Linked DNA regions of Mus musculus: regions 2, 3 and 4 are each linked to region 1. Evidence: chromatin contacts called from public promoter capture Hi-C data. All regions are on one chromosome and are shown on one strand. The core of a region is the stretch at or near the end of the contact, and the rest is flanking DNA. Distances in the headings are between cores, read along the strand shown.

Evidence for each region. Promoter capture Hi-C pulls out the DNA fragments that hold promoters and counts their contacts. Capture Hi-C pulls out chosen DNA fragments and counts their contacts.
Region 2: a promoter capture Hi-C map of adipose tissue shows a contact between it and region 1, with 3 times the contacts expected there. The contact joins the promoter of Mrpl23 here to the promoter of B130016D09Rik in region 1. A contact is called at or near these places in 4 of 39 promoter capture datasets (the C10 cell line, embryonic stem cells, hippocampal neurons and 1 more), 3 of 484 Hi-C or Micro-C datasets (Th1 cells, bone marrow-derived macrophages and cerebral cortex), 5 of 115 datasets of contacts at active chromatin or transcription factors (bone marrow-derived macrophages, microglia, pancreatic cancer cells and 1 more) and 2 of 9 other capture datasets (adipose tissue and liver).
Region 3: a contact with region 1 is called in a promoter capture Hi-C map of stem cell-derived epiblast-like cells, with 3 times the contacts expected there. The contact joins the promoter of Mob2 here to the promoter of B130016D09Rik in region 1. A contact is called at or near these places in 17 of 39 promoter capture datasets (the 3T3-L1 cell line, 3T3-L1-derived adipocytes, the C10 cell line and 10 more), 10 of 484 Hi-C or Micro-C datasets (Sertoli cells, cerebral cortex, embryonic stem cells and 5 more) and 10 of 115 datasets of contacts at active chromatin or transcription factors (cardiomyocytes, effector CD8 T cells, embryonic midbrain and 4 more).
Region 4: a promoter capture Hi-C map of stem cell-derived epiblast-like cells shows a contact between it and region 1, with 2.6 times the contacts expected there. The contact joins the promoter of Tnnt3 here to the promoter of B130016D09Rik in region 1. A contact is called at or near these places in 13 of 39 promoter capture datasets (the 3T3-L1 cell line, the C10 cell line, cranial neural crest and 7 more), 1 of 484 Hi-C or Micro-C datasets (bone marrow-derived macrophages), 1 of 115 datasets of contacts at active chromatin or transcription factors (bone marrow-derived macrophages) and 4 of 9 other capture datasets (adipose tissue, liver, macrophages and 1 more).

Annotation. Positions count from the first base shown.
Region 1 is chr7:142,282,090-142,284,960 of GRCm38.p6, forward strand. It overlaps B130016D09Rik (a long non-coding RNA gene), which reads left to right and starts at 1,374. Exons shown (of 1, transcript XR_003946899.1): 1 at 1,374-2,871. It overlaps Gm45889 (a long non-coding RNA gene), which reads left to right and starts at 1,125. Exons shown (of 2, transcript XR_870059.2): 1 at 1,125-1,377.
Region 2 is chr7:142,531,527-142,534,397 of GRCm38.p6, forward strand. Mrpl23 (mitochondrial ribosomal protein L23) reads left to right here and starts at 1,506. Exons shown (of 5, transcript NM_011288.2): 1 at 1,506-1,668. The coding sequence starts at 1,652.
Region 3 is chr7:142,059,670-142,062,540 of GRCm38.p6, forward strand. Mob2 (MOB kinase activator 2) reads right to left here and starts at 1,365. Exons shown (of 5, transcript NM_028308.2): 1 at 1,316-1,365. The coding sequence starts at 1,332.
Region 4 is chr7:142,497,436-142,500,306 of GRCm38.p6, forward strand. Tnnt3 (troponin T3, skeletal, fast) reads left to right here and starts at 1,401. Exons shown (of 18, transcript NM_001163664.1): 1 at 1,401-1,464. All of the region lies in intron 1 of Prr33 (proline rich 33), which reads right to left.

The DNA of each region.
Region 1 (2,871 bases), core at 124-2,623:
AACCTCCAGATCCTAAGTATTTCACTGAGGATTTGAGTAGACAGTCAAGATATGCTCACAGCTAGGTGACCTGGGTTGGAGCGAAGTATAGGGATCCACCCTGGGGCAGTATTACTTTGCCTGACAAAGTTTCTCATCTTCCCAGTCAACCAGTATTAGCTATTTTGACTCTACAGGGTACAGCAGAGAAATAAATTGAGTTTTTTGAGAGCATCAGCCTTTCTTGGCCATTGGTGAGCTTAGCTGGGAAGTTCATATGAGGAAGAAGGACCCTTCCTTCATAAGAGAGTCCTTGGGGCTCAGAGCAGCAAAGGTGACATGGAGTAATTTACAACTTTGCAAATCTGGTCCTCAGCACCCTGTGGCACCCTGAATGAATGCAGAGCACATCTTAACAATCCTCCTGCAGGGGACATCACTCCCTCCCCTTCCTTTTTAGCTGAGTAATCAGGAGGGCACAGTCTTACCCAGCAGCTGGTCTCATCTTTCTGCTGCTCTGCTTTGTCTTTTGGTGAACACATTCGTATGTGGGTTCATCTCTTTATTTCCTATCCTGCTTATTTTTGACCTTATTATGTACTCAATCTTGCAGGGCAAGCTTGATTTTTAGTGTGTACTATAAACACCTAATTTGGTTGCATGTTAGTGAGAGACTTGGGTGTAGGATGACTAGCAGGGGTCCTGTTTTATTTTGTTTTGTTTATTTGTATGAGGACATAGATGGGCACCCTAAATGTTGGAGACCATACCATAAGAAAGTAGGCCTTTCAAAGTTTTCCACCCTAACAAGCCAAATGGCCTTGTGCTAAGGAGCTGGTCTTCACCCCCTCCTCCCTGTTTCCTTCCTGGCACCTGAGGCTGTAAAAAGCTGAATTATAGTCCCCTCTTCCTTATCTCTTCCTGACTCCCAAGACTTCAAAGGACATGAGTTACAAGCTGAGCCCAGCCTGACACCCAAGGCTGTTAAGGAGGATTCTACATTCCAGAGATAAGAGTGCCTGGCCGCCTGCAGTTTGAATTAGGCCTTCATGTCCCCAGATGCCCACTTCTTTGTTCTTAGTTGATCCCCCTCAACCCCTCCCTATTCCCCTTAAAACCTGGCATTTCAGCCTAATAAACTGAGACCTTGATAGGAACCCTTCTTTGTCTCTGCGTCTCCTTCCTTTCCTCGCATTTCTCTTCAGGTTTGTGGTCCCCCTTGCACCCAGGAAGAACTGGGTCCTGCTGGGTGGGACAAGTGGCGCCTAACTGAGGTTCGGAGCGTTTTGCCTTAGGTGGAGATTACGGAGTTTGACTCCCCCAGAGAAGTTCGTAGGGACCCCAAGAAAAAAGAAGTGAAGGACTGCTTCAGCAGCTCACCGGAGAGAGAAATCCTTGGTAAGTGATTCATCTCCACTGAGAAATGGGAACTAAGCTTTCTAAAGAGGCAGCCTTTATAAAAGGCTTAAAGGTGGCTCTCAGGGAAAGAGGAGTTAGAGTTAAAAAGAAAGATTTGATAAACTTTTTTATTTTCATAGACCAGGCAGGTCCATGGTTTATTATAGATGGCGCAGAGATACATTGTAAGAAATGGATAAGAGTAGGAAGAGAATTAAGTGAAATTTTGGCAAAGCAGGACCCCGATGCTATTCCTGCAAATATATTTACTTATTGGAGTCTAATCCGTGATTTAATACAAAGTGCAGTTGATGATCCAGAGAAACAGCAGCCTTTGTCAGTGGCAGAATATTGCCTCTGTCCCCTGTCTCTGGAAGCTTCAGAGAGCTCCCTCCCTACTAAAAAGCCTCCAATAGCTGCAGACAGGCCCGAAGTCCTGCAGACTGCTCTCTACCCCCATATCCCGGTAAGCGCATTGCCTGCTGACCCGCCACTGATCAATCTAGAATTTAAAAAATCTTTGGCTGAAAGCCCTTTAATTTCTGGGGACACAGACACTTTAGAGGAAGAGATAGTCCGTCCCCGTAAGCCCGAGCGATTGCCGGGCGCTTCAGCTCCTCCCTGCAATGCCTCGTCCTACCTGCCACCAATCTGCGCTCCCGAGCCGTGGCCCCAGGCGCTGCCGGTCCCTACTCTCATTGATGCTAAAGACAAGCTCGCGTCTCAGGTAGCAGGATTACAAGAAGTTTTAGAGCTCCAGCAACAGTACGCCCGCCTTTCCACAGAGCTCGCTTCACTCCAAAATTCTTTAAAAGAGACTATCCTTGCCCCTCCCCCAGCCTCAGCCTCGGGCGGCGTAAAAAAGAAAGCTCCGCGAGCGGTAAAAACTAAAACATTGGCTTCCCCCGTAATTACTCGCTCCACGAGAGCTGCTAGCTACGACCCGCCCACTTCTACGGCGGAGACACAGCCCCCAGCCACCCGTGCCGAATCTGCTTCTGCAGAAATTGGGCCTTTAGAAAGGCCCCAGGCCGACCTCTCCTCGGACACTAACAGCGAGGGCGGAGAAGATTATGAGTGTGAAAACGAAGTAGAACGTGAGCCAGAGGAACAAATTTCTGCTCCTGTCCAACAAACAGAATTCCGCAGACTACGTTTTAAGCTCTTAAAAGAGCTTAACTCTGCGGTTAGAACTTATGGCCCATCTGCCCCCTACACGCTTTCGCTCCTAGAAGCTCTTCCGGGAGGCGAACATATGCTCCCTAGTGAGTGGATCAAAGTAATCCAAACTGTGTTAACACGCGGGCAATTTCTCTCATGGAAAGCCGATTTCCTCGATCGGTGCCAGACAATTGCAGTGGCTAATCAGAAAAATCCTCGGGCGCCATCTGCTGGCTGGACCTTTGAAAAGCTTTCTGGTCAAGGTAAATACGCGACAGAAGCCAGGCAAAAACACTTCTCTGTGGGTCTTTTGGCTCAGACTGCTAATGCAGC
Region 2 (2,871 bases), core at 256-2,755, 250 kb after region 1:
GGGCTACGGCAGTCCAGTCAGGCCGAGCAATGGGTGACAGAAGAAGTGGGAGAAAACCCCAGAAGTCTGATCTGGAGAGGAAGAGAGATGGGGCTCAGAACTCAGGCTAGGCTAATATCATCTGCTGCTGGGTCATAGCCACATTCATTTTGTAACACTACACAGGAGTGGATATGGGCAGGGATCTGTGCTCACAACTCACCTCTAATCCTTCATCCTAGGGGACCCCAGTGGTCATTTTGATCATTAAATGGGTGACCTAGATGCTTCTCCCAGAGCCACCATGATGGCCTCTTATAATGTGCCTGATATCTCCACCCATGTCTCCTTTCCTGAGCCCCCAAACACAACTATGTTGCCGTGGGGTACAGACAGAAACTTAACAAGGACCGAGGGAGCTGGAAAGCAGCAGAGAGAACCTATGGGGAGAGATGGGCCAGGAAGCAGGAGAGAGCAGCAAGACCACCAAGTCGGGACAAGAGCTATGGGCAGGGATCCCTTAGTTAGGACGAAGCTGGAGGGTCTCTGACCTGCAGGGCTGAGGACTTGTGAACAGCAAGGCCTTGGGAGGCTAGTGGCCTCTTGAAGGAGGTGTGGCCAGGGGCTCCTGGGACAGGGAGTATGCAGTGCTGCTGGGCTGCAAATGTGGCTGGGCAGCCAAGAAAGGGAGGGAAGGAGAAAGGAGGGGGTCCTGGGAGTCTTGCCTGGAAGGGAAAACAACCCAGTCTGGATTGGGAGAGGGGCCGTAGACTTCATACAAGAGATCCAGTCCACCCCACCCTTCCCCATCTCTGCTGCCCAAGGGATTGTTGGCGAGGCTGTGACTTAATTGTTGAGGGGGGCTAGGGTCCTATGTGGGATAGGGCATGGGTGTAGCCTCTGATGTGCTTATGTGGGAAAGGGGACAAAGAGCTGGCAGAGCCTAGAGAAAGACTAGGCTGTGGAACACAGGGTGGGGGCTATGTGGCCAGGCCTTGGTGAGCCTTATGGGGTGGTTTCGTCCAGTCCAGAAAAAGGGGAGTGGGGACAAAGGTACTGCTGGACCACCTACAGCAAGGGAACAGAGTAGATTCACAGAGCAGATTTGGGGGGGGGGGTACAAGGTGTATGACTGTGCTTGGTGGGGCCATGCAATGTTGGGGTGGGGAAACAGGATAGTAGTTGCCCTTTGTAGAATCCACCAGCCAGCAGTGCAGAGATGCGGGACTGCTCATGGCAAAGTGTGGTGCCCTTGTGGGTGGGAAAGCATGTACTGTAGGGTGCTTACAGGTTGAAGAACAGGGAGGTACACTATACACCGAGAGGTATGCAGGATTCTGTGTGGTGCTGGGATGGGGCAAATGGGTACAGAGTGTATGCCGGCTTTTTGCGGGGCCGGGTGAGGGGCGGGGCTGTTCACTGTTTTTATGGCTGAGAGGCGGGGTGCGCTGTGCCGGGGGCGGTGCGCAAGCAGCTTACGGTGCACGGGTGGGGGAGGGGCTTTTCGGGTGCGGGGTTGGGGGTGGGGTGGGGTTTGCGGGACACCGAAAGTGCGGGGCCCTGCGGTGCAGGGAGAGGGTAGCGCGGCCTCCGGAAGCGAGGGGGCGCTGTGCCAGCGCGGGCGCTGTGCGGGGCGGGTGTCGCTCCTTCCTGACCAGGAGGTGCGGCTGCCATGGCGCGGAATGTGTTGTGAGTAAAGTCGTGACCCGCGGAACGGGCTAAGCAGCCCAGGTCGGGTGGGTGCGGGGCCCGGGCCGGAAGCCGGAGGCGCCCGCACGCGGCGGGAAACCCGCCAGGGTCCACGCGGCAGGGCCACCTCGGCTTAGTGTCCTGGCTGTCAATCACAGCCAGCGGCTACAGCCTGCTTTGGCAGACAGCCAGGGCTGAGCCAGGATTGGCCGTTGCCTGCAGGACCCCTGGCCCAAGTCCCCCAAAGTTGCTACATTCACCGGTCTCCACGTGGCCAGCAGTGCTAGCCTCCCACAGTCTGAGCCGGAAACATGTGTTCAGTAAACACGTGACCCACTGGTTGGGTGGCCCTAGGTTGAGCATTAATGCGGTTTTGAGAGTTCTCGTGGAAGCAGAATTGGGGGGACCCTGCAATAAGAAGGGGTGAGGGCTGGTTCCCTGGTGGGCAACCTTGTGATTTCTTTCCGCAGACTGGCTGGGAGACCAGGGACCTCTGAACCAGGCCAGTGTGAGGCAGGGCCAGTCTAGTTCAGCTTTTGGGCTCACCCCCTGGCTTTGCAGGGAGCTGGTTGGACCCATGCGTGAATGAGTGACAGGTGGGTGGGGGCAGAGTGAGACCAGGGATGAGACCTGAGCTTTGAGGAGGACTAGGTTAACAGCCTACCAGTTGGGAACCAGGCTCCCAGCGAGAAGAGAGAGCCAAGAGTTCCATTTGAGATATGCTGTTTGGGGCTGCTCATAAAAAAAAAAATAATAATAGTAGAAAAGAAGTTAAGAGAGCCCTAAAAGGCCAGACCTCTAATTTGACCATTAGGTAGGCTCTTGAGTCATTGAGTTTGGCAAACATTTAGCGATGGGGCCTGCTTCTGAGGCTCCCACCATGCTACCTTGGGAGTCATCTGAAACTCTGGTACCTGCTTCTCAGCCCTGAAACTTCTCTGGTGCCCTCAGCTTGGTGCTTCCAGTGTGGTGCTCCCAAGACTTAGAGGTCTGGCCCACATGCCACACCTCGGTTATCAGTGTGACCCTAGGGTGGTCCTGTGTACCCACCCTCCACCTGGGGACCATGAACTATGAGTCTCTAGTAATCCCAGTCCTTGAGTTTCTCCTGTCCTTCTCCATGTCTGCTCAGGTGGGCATGGAGGCGAGCAGGACCACCAGGCAGAGATCCTGCTTTCTCTACAGGCCTGATAATGGTGGAAA
Region 3 (2,871 bases), core at 115-2,614, 220 kb before region 1:
TTTGTCAGCTCTCACCAGGGATCAGAAGACAAAGTGGAGTAGATGGGGGGGGGGGGGCGCGGGGGGATGTCCTCTGAAGGCTCACTCTGCAACTTCCATTCTTCCTACTTTTATAGTAATACTATGAAAGAGGGACAGAGGAGTTTAACGACTGGCTTCTGGTCAGCCTCCAAGCAAAAAGCACCTGGATGGGTATGAGCCTGGAAAAATTACACATACAGCAGTGGTCAGCTTCCTCAGTCACCAAGCTGACAGATCTAGTTCACTTGCAGTGAAACCATACCTTGGCCAAGTTATAGTCAAGTGCTGGCCCTCTCCACAAGTGCACAAAGGAAGAATGGTCTGGAATAGGCTGGTTTCAAATATGTGTCCTATGCTTAAAACCCCTGGGCTTCAGAGACCTTGTTAAAGGCCAGGACATAACATCTGCCAAGCTTACCATATGCAAAACATGTGCTGGCCCTTACCTCAGTTAACCCTTCAGTAAACCTGTACTGCAGATTTCACAGCTTCCATCTGACAGACGATCCATTACAAAAAAGTCTAGAGAGGACCACATAGCTAGGAAGCAGATAGGAACCAGTGACAGGGCTTCCTCTTGAAGAAATAAGATGAGCCTCCGCCTAGTCCCCCGTGTCACCCACACTTAACGTCCTGAGTGGCACTATGTGGCTCCCGGCCTCCCTTAGTCTCTTGATTATCCCTGGGGCTGCTCACTTAGTCCGCTGTCTCCCTAGGTTGCAGCACTGGGAGGTCAAACAGCCTCAGACGTCCTGACAGTGCCACCACTACACTTTCCTCCGCCTTCCCCGCTTCTATCTCCAGAGTCCCGCGCAGCCCTCGTACTGCCGAAGCCGAAGGCCGGCTCTCTCTGTGGTCCAGCAGGATTATACGGACCCCACAGCAGGGCCGCGGACACCGCCACAGGGTCGAGAACCGAGCCGCCGGGAGAGCGCGCGCGGCTAGGAGCGCCCGCCTCTCACTCTCCTCAAAAGTAAATTGGAAGAAAGTCACTTGGGCGGAAGAACTTTCGCAGGCCCCGCGAAGACCGACGACCGACAGTGCCAGGTGCCCGACTCGCGGCCCGTCGATTCGCGGCGAGGGACCGCGGCCTCTCGGGACAGCGCCTCGGGGACCGGGCCTCTCTCCCGCCGGCCGGCCGGCCGGCCGCCTGCCCGGCCTCCCAGCACCCCGCAGCGGCTGGCCGTCCTTCCGTGCCCCGGCCCCTCCTGGAACCCGCTGCCCGCCGCCCTACGCTCCCTACGTTCGCCGCCGCCCCGCGCAGCGCCGCGCTACGCCGTCCTCCGCCACTCACCCCATGAGCCAGTCCATGGCTGCGCGGAGCCCGCGCCTCGCTCGGCCTCAGCCCCGCCGGCGGCCGGAAGTAAACACTCGATGGCTCCCGCCCGCTGCCGGACGTGACGCGCGCACGGCTTGCTGGGACGCGTAGTCCCAGCGGCCCCTGCGGCGATGTCCCGAGTACCTGTTCTGGAGTGTCAGGACCTTTCCCCATCGCCAACCTCGGGGCTTCGAGACCCAGGAGCATCCTGTATCTGAAGACCATCCAGAGTTTCTGGATCACCAGAGTGAGAATAACTTCAGAGGGCCCCAGAAACCCAGACGCCCGGAACTCCAGAGTGCCTCGGACTCGCAAACTGCCTGTCATTGCGCAGTGCCCTGGATCCTGGAGTATCACACCCCCGGTGTCTCTAGAGTGACCCCGGTGTTGCACACCTCTAGTGTTAGGACACTATAGAGTGCCTTGACCCCAGGAGTGAACCTTACCACCAGCGTGCCTGAATCTGTGGAATGCACAGACCCGTGGGAGTCTGAAGTTCCTGGGACCTGAGTATCCCTGACCCCAGTATCCCAGACCTGGGAGTATCCAGACCCCCCAGGCTGGAACATCGGAGTTCCTCTGCTCTGCAGGATGTGTTCCTTTCCTCTGCAGTGCCTCACCCCTTGCTGCTTACATCCCTCCTGATGTCCATCTTCCCACTGTTATCATCTTTTGCCCACACCTAGTGCCTCTGCCAGAACTGTTCTGACCACACTTGCCTCTTCTGTGTCCCTTAGCTTTGCTGGCCGTTCATTTGCATCCCAGCTGCCCGCCCCAGTGGACATGATTGTCCCCTTCAATCCCCATCTGTTCCCTTCCTCTATGTGCTGTACCCTCTGGCTCCTGGGTGAGCCTCTATTATCCAGGATACTTCTCTCCAGCGAGTAAGTCTCTTCATGATCCAGGGTATCTCTCCTATTGTCCGCTCTTTCCAGAGCCTGACCAGTACTAGGAACTCATTGAATACTTTTTGAAAGGCTGACTCTCTATTCTCTACACTGGAGAGATGCTTGCAGGAGCACACAGTTGAGCAGAAGGATCACAACAACCTAACTCACTAGTGTCTTCAATAGAGTGTCATGAATATCAGGCACCAGACAGATAACACCTTCAGGCCAACTGCCTGCTGTAATACAGCTGTCATATACTTGAAATGGGATTCACCTTCCCCAAAGAACCATTCCAGGATGCTGGGAAATGTCCAGTCCATTCCTTCTTTATAGCATGAACAGTCAGGCACTGGGAGTGGGTGGGGTTGCAGTTTTATCAGCAAAAAATACCTGAGATGAAACTGAAATAATAATGAAAGATCTGGAGAGGGAAAAGTCCCAAGTCAAGACCATATCAGGAGGAGAAAAATCAGGCCTGTGTTCTCCTCTGTTTCTATTCCTATGGATGCCCAGTCATACTGGATGACTTCCCCACACCATAATCACTTTGCTTTAGCCAGACGTCAGCTGATTACCTTGCAGTGTGGCCTTGTCCACTGCTTCCGAGGAGCATCAGTCATTGGTGAGCTAGTCTGCTTTTGA
Region 4 (2,871 bases), core at 151-2,650, 220 kb after region 1:
ACACATAGGTTCTGTCCAGGAAGGTTGAGCTGGCCCAACAACTCCAGGGGCCTCTAAGGGGCAGGTGCTTGGAGCAGAGGAGAGCAGGAGAGAAGCTCTGTTCTATGAGCCAGCAGGCTAGAAGACTGGCTCCACTCTCCTTCTGATCACAAGCTGGATCTTGTGTCTCTGGCATTCTATGGCCCCATCTCTAACACATAGGAGGTGGATGGTGGGTCAATCCAAACCTTCCAGAAACTCTTAAGATTTGGTGGAGATTGGCATACTGTGGGCCTCCTACTGGTCATCCTGATGTCTCTAATCTCAGGATGCAAAAGGACCAGAGCCCTGTCTGTGTCCCCTAGGGCTCACCTACCATTACTTTACACTCCACATTGGCTTTTTCCCTGAACTGAACAGATCCACAGACCCCACCAGCCACACACGACAAGCCATGGGGTCTGGGAGGGTTAAGAGAGTGAATGGCAAATGCCAGGTTGGTCTCTTGCTACTTGGTGCTTCAGTTTCCCTAGAGGCTGACCAGGCACATAAGGCCCAGAAGAGTGTCCATGGTTGGATGGTGCCCCCTGGAGTCTTGAGGAAAAAAAGGCCAGGCACATGGCGAGGTCTGCTCATGGCCAGGTCTGCTCAGCAGGGCCCACATCCCTGGACAGAGATATGACCTCCAGGTCCACTACTTAGTATGGAGCCCCCAGACCAATAACAGGCCCAAGCATTGCTCAGCCCTCCCCAGTTACTGAGGAAGATGGACAACCAGAGGCAAGGTTTAGGTGATCATTTCTCCTATTAGGTGATCATTTCATGAGACGTGTTCCAGTGATGTCCACTTGAAAAATAGGCCTGGCCTCGAAGAAGGGGCTGTGTGTGACATGGGCTAGGGACCCAGGGCTCTTCATTTGGTGGGTATCTTGAGCTGTCTCTATGCTGGAGAAGCAGGGCAGAGTTGCAGGAGGTGCCATATAGAGTTAGACACCGATCTTGAACAAAGTACCTGCTCCTACAAGCCACCTCGGGCAGAGGAACAGGGGACCAAAGAACCCAAAACCCAGGCTCTGATGACCCTTCCCCCAACAGCCTGACTCAAGAACAGCCTTGGTCTAGACCCAATCCTTTCCTCCTCTCTCCCTCAGCCCATCAAGCATGTGCCCATTGCTGAGGGGGGAGGGTAGGTAAAAATAGCAGCTGACACCTTTCTGGAACAGTTAGGGACCTTGCCTCCTCCTCCAGGCATGTCTCCTCCATCCTTGCCTCCTTGGGCCTCCTCTGGGGCATTCCTATACTTGGTCAGGGGCCTGCTTGGGCACACCCTCCCCCTTCCCATGCCCCAGCCACCCATCTGCTGGCCAATGGGCTGCCAGAGAAGATCAGATGTCACTATAACATGAAGGGGTGAGGCTGTTGGACAGTGCCTGCTGCTGGTCCTGTCCACAAGGAGCCCCCAGCCTTTCTCAGACTCAACTACAGGTGTGTATGGATGTGAACAGCCCGCGTAGGAGTGGGCAACTGTGTCTGGGCTTGGCTGCCTAGCATCTAAGGGGAGTTCAATGGGTCCTGTGCCTCTTGCTGTGTTGTATTTTGGTAACTAGAAGCATGGTGCTTGAACCTTGGGATGACATAAAAGATCTGGTTCTAAACCAGAATAGAAAAGCACAGGAAGTGAGAAGGAGTGGGGCTCCTGTGTGACTCAGGACAAAGGAGACCTCCTAAGGTAGGATCTAGGAAGAAGGGCAGAGGGTGAGATAAGGATCGAGTGAGTCAGAGGACATCATTCAGAGCTCTAAGGGCGCCTGCAGCTGCCTGCCTGGCAGCTGGCTGGAGCCCCTCTGAGACTCTGAAAGAATGACCTTAGAGAAAGAATGTGATTTCAACTCATCCTTGGAGCCCATGGGTCTGCCCTTTTGCAGATCTGGGCTTATCTCAGATCACCCTGGGAAGAAGCTCAGGGGAGAGATATCTGTGAACCCCTGGGGCAGATTCCTAAGGTTCAGGTGAAGACAAACAGGAGCCAAGCTGAACCAGGACAGAGGGAATGAAAGGAGCCTGGGCCTGAGCAGGAAGCTCATATCTGATCTTGTGGCTGGGAGACCAGGTGGCCCCTAGCCCTCCAGGCTCCCGCCTTTGTTAAGTTGCCGGGCTGGGATTCCTAACTTCCTGAGTTGAACTTTCTAGATGTCCTTGGGAATCCTTGGAGGAAACCGGACCTAGCAAGGTTGTTCAGAGCAGACTAGGCCCAAAGCAGGAAGTGATAAGGGACCCATAGCAAGTGAGTGGCAGGGCCCCCTGCCCCTTTTTGGCCTTTGTCACCTTTGAAGGAAAGGAGTTTGGCATGGATCCCCAAGGAAACTGACCTCACAGGCTATTTTTGTGAACCTTCTTCTAAGCCCAGAACCCTCTACAGAACAACTGTTTTCACTCTCTGTTGTTTATTGGTCATCTCTGTCCCATCCCTGACACCCCACCTCTGCCTCTCCCCAATTTATAGAAATGTTGAAATGGGGGTGGAGATGCACAGATATGCTCAAGTGGGCCTTCTGGACCTCTTTAGAAGACCAGGAACCTCAGTTTCTCAACCTCAAACAAGGGCATTGCTACCTCACTTTGGAAGGGTACAAGGCTGCCCTTGCTGGATGGATGCCTTTAGGAGCCAGGAGGGGAGCCAAGATGGCTAGGTTGTTCTCAGTACCCTGCCCCCCTGCCATCTTGGGTTTCAGGGCAGAGGAGTCTTGCTAATTTTGATGCCTATTTTTGGACACTTCAGCTGCCACTGGCTCCTTATAAACGCATGACACCCCATGCAAACACACTACCCCTCCCTCCACTGCTGACAGGTGTGTGGGTCCAGTAGAAACCAGAGGTAGCAAAGCAGATGGG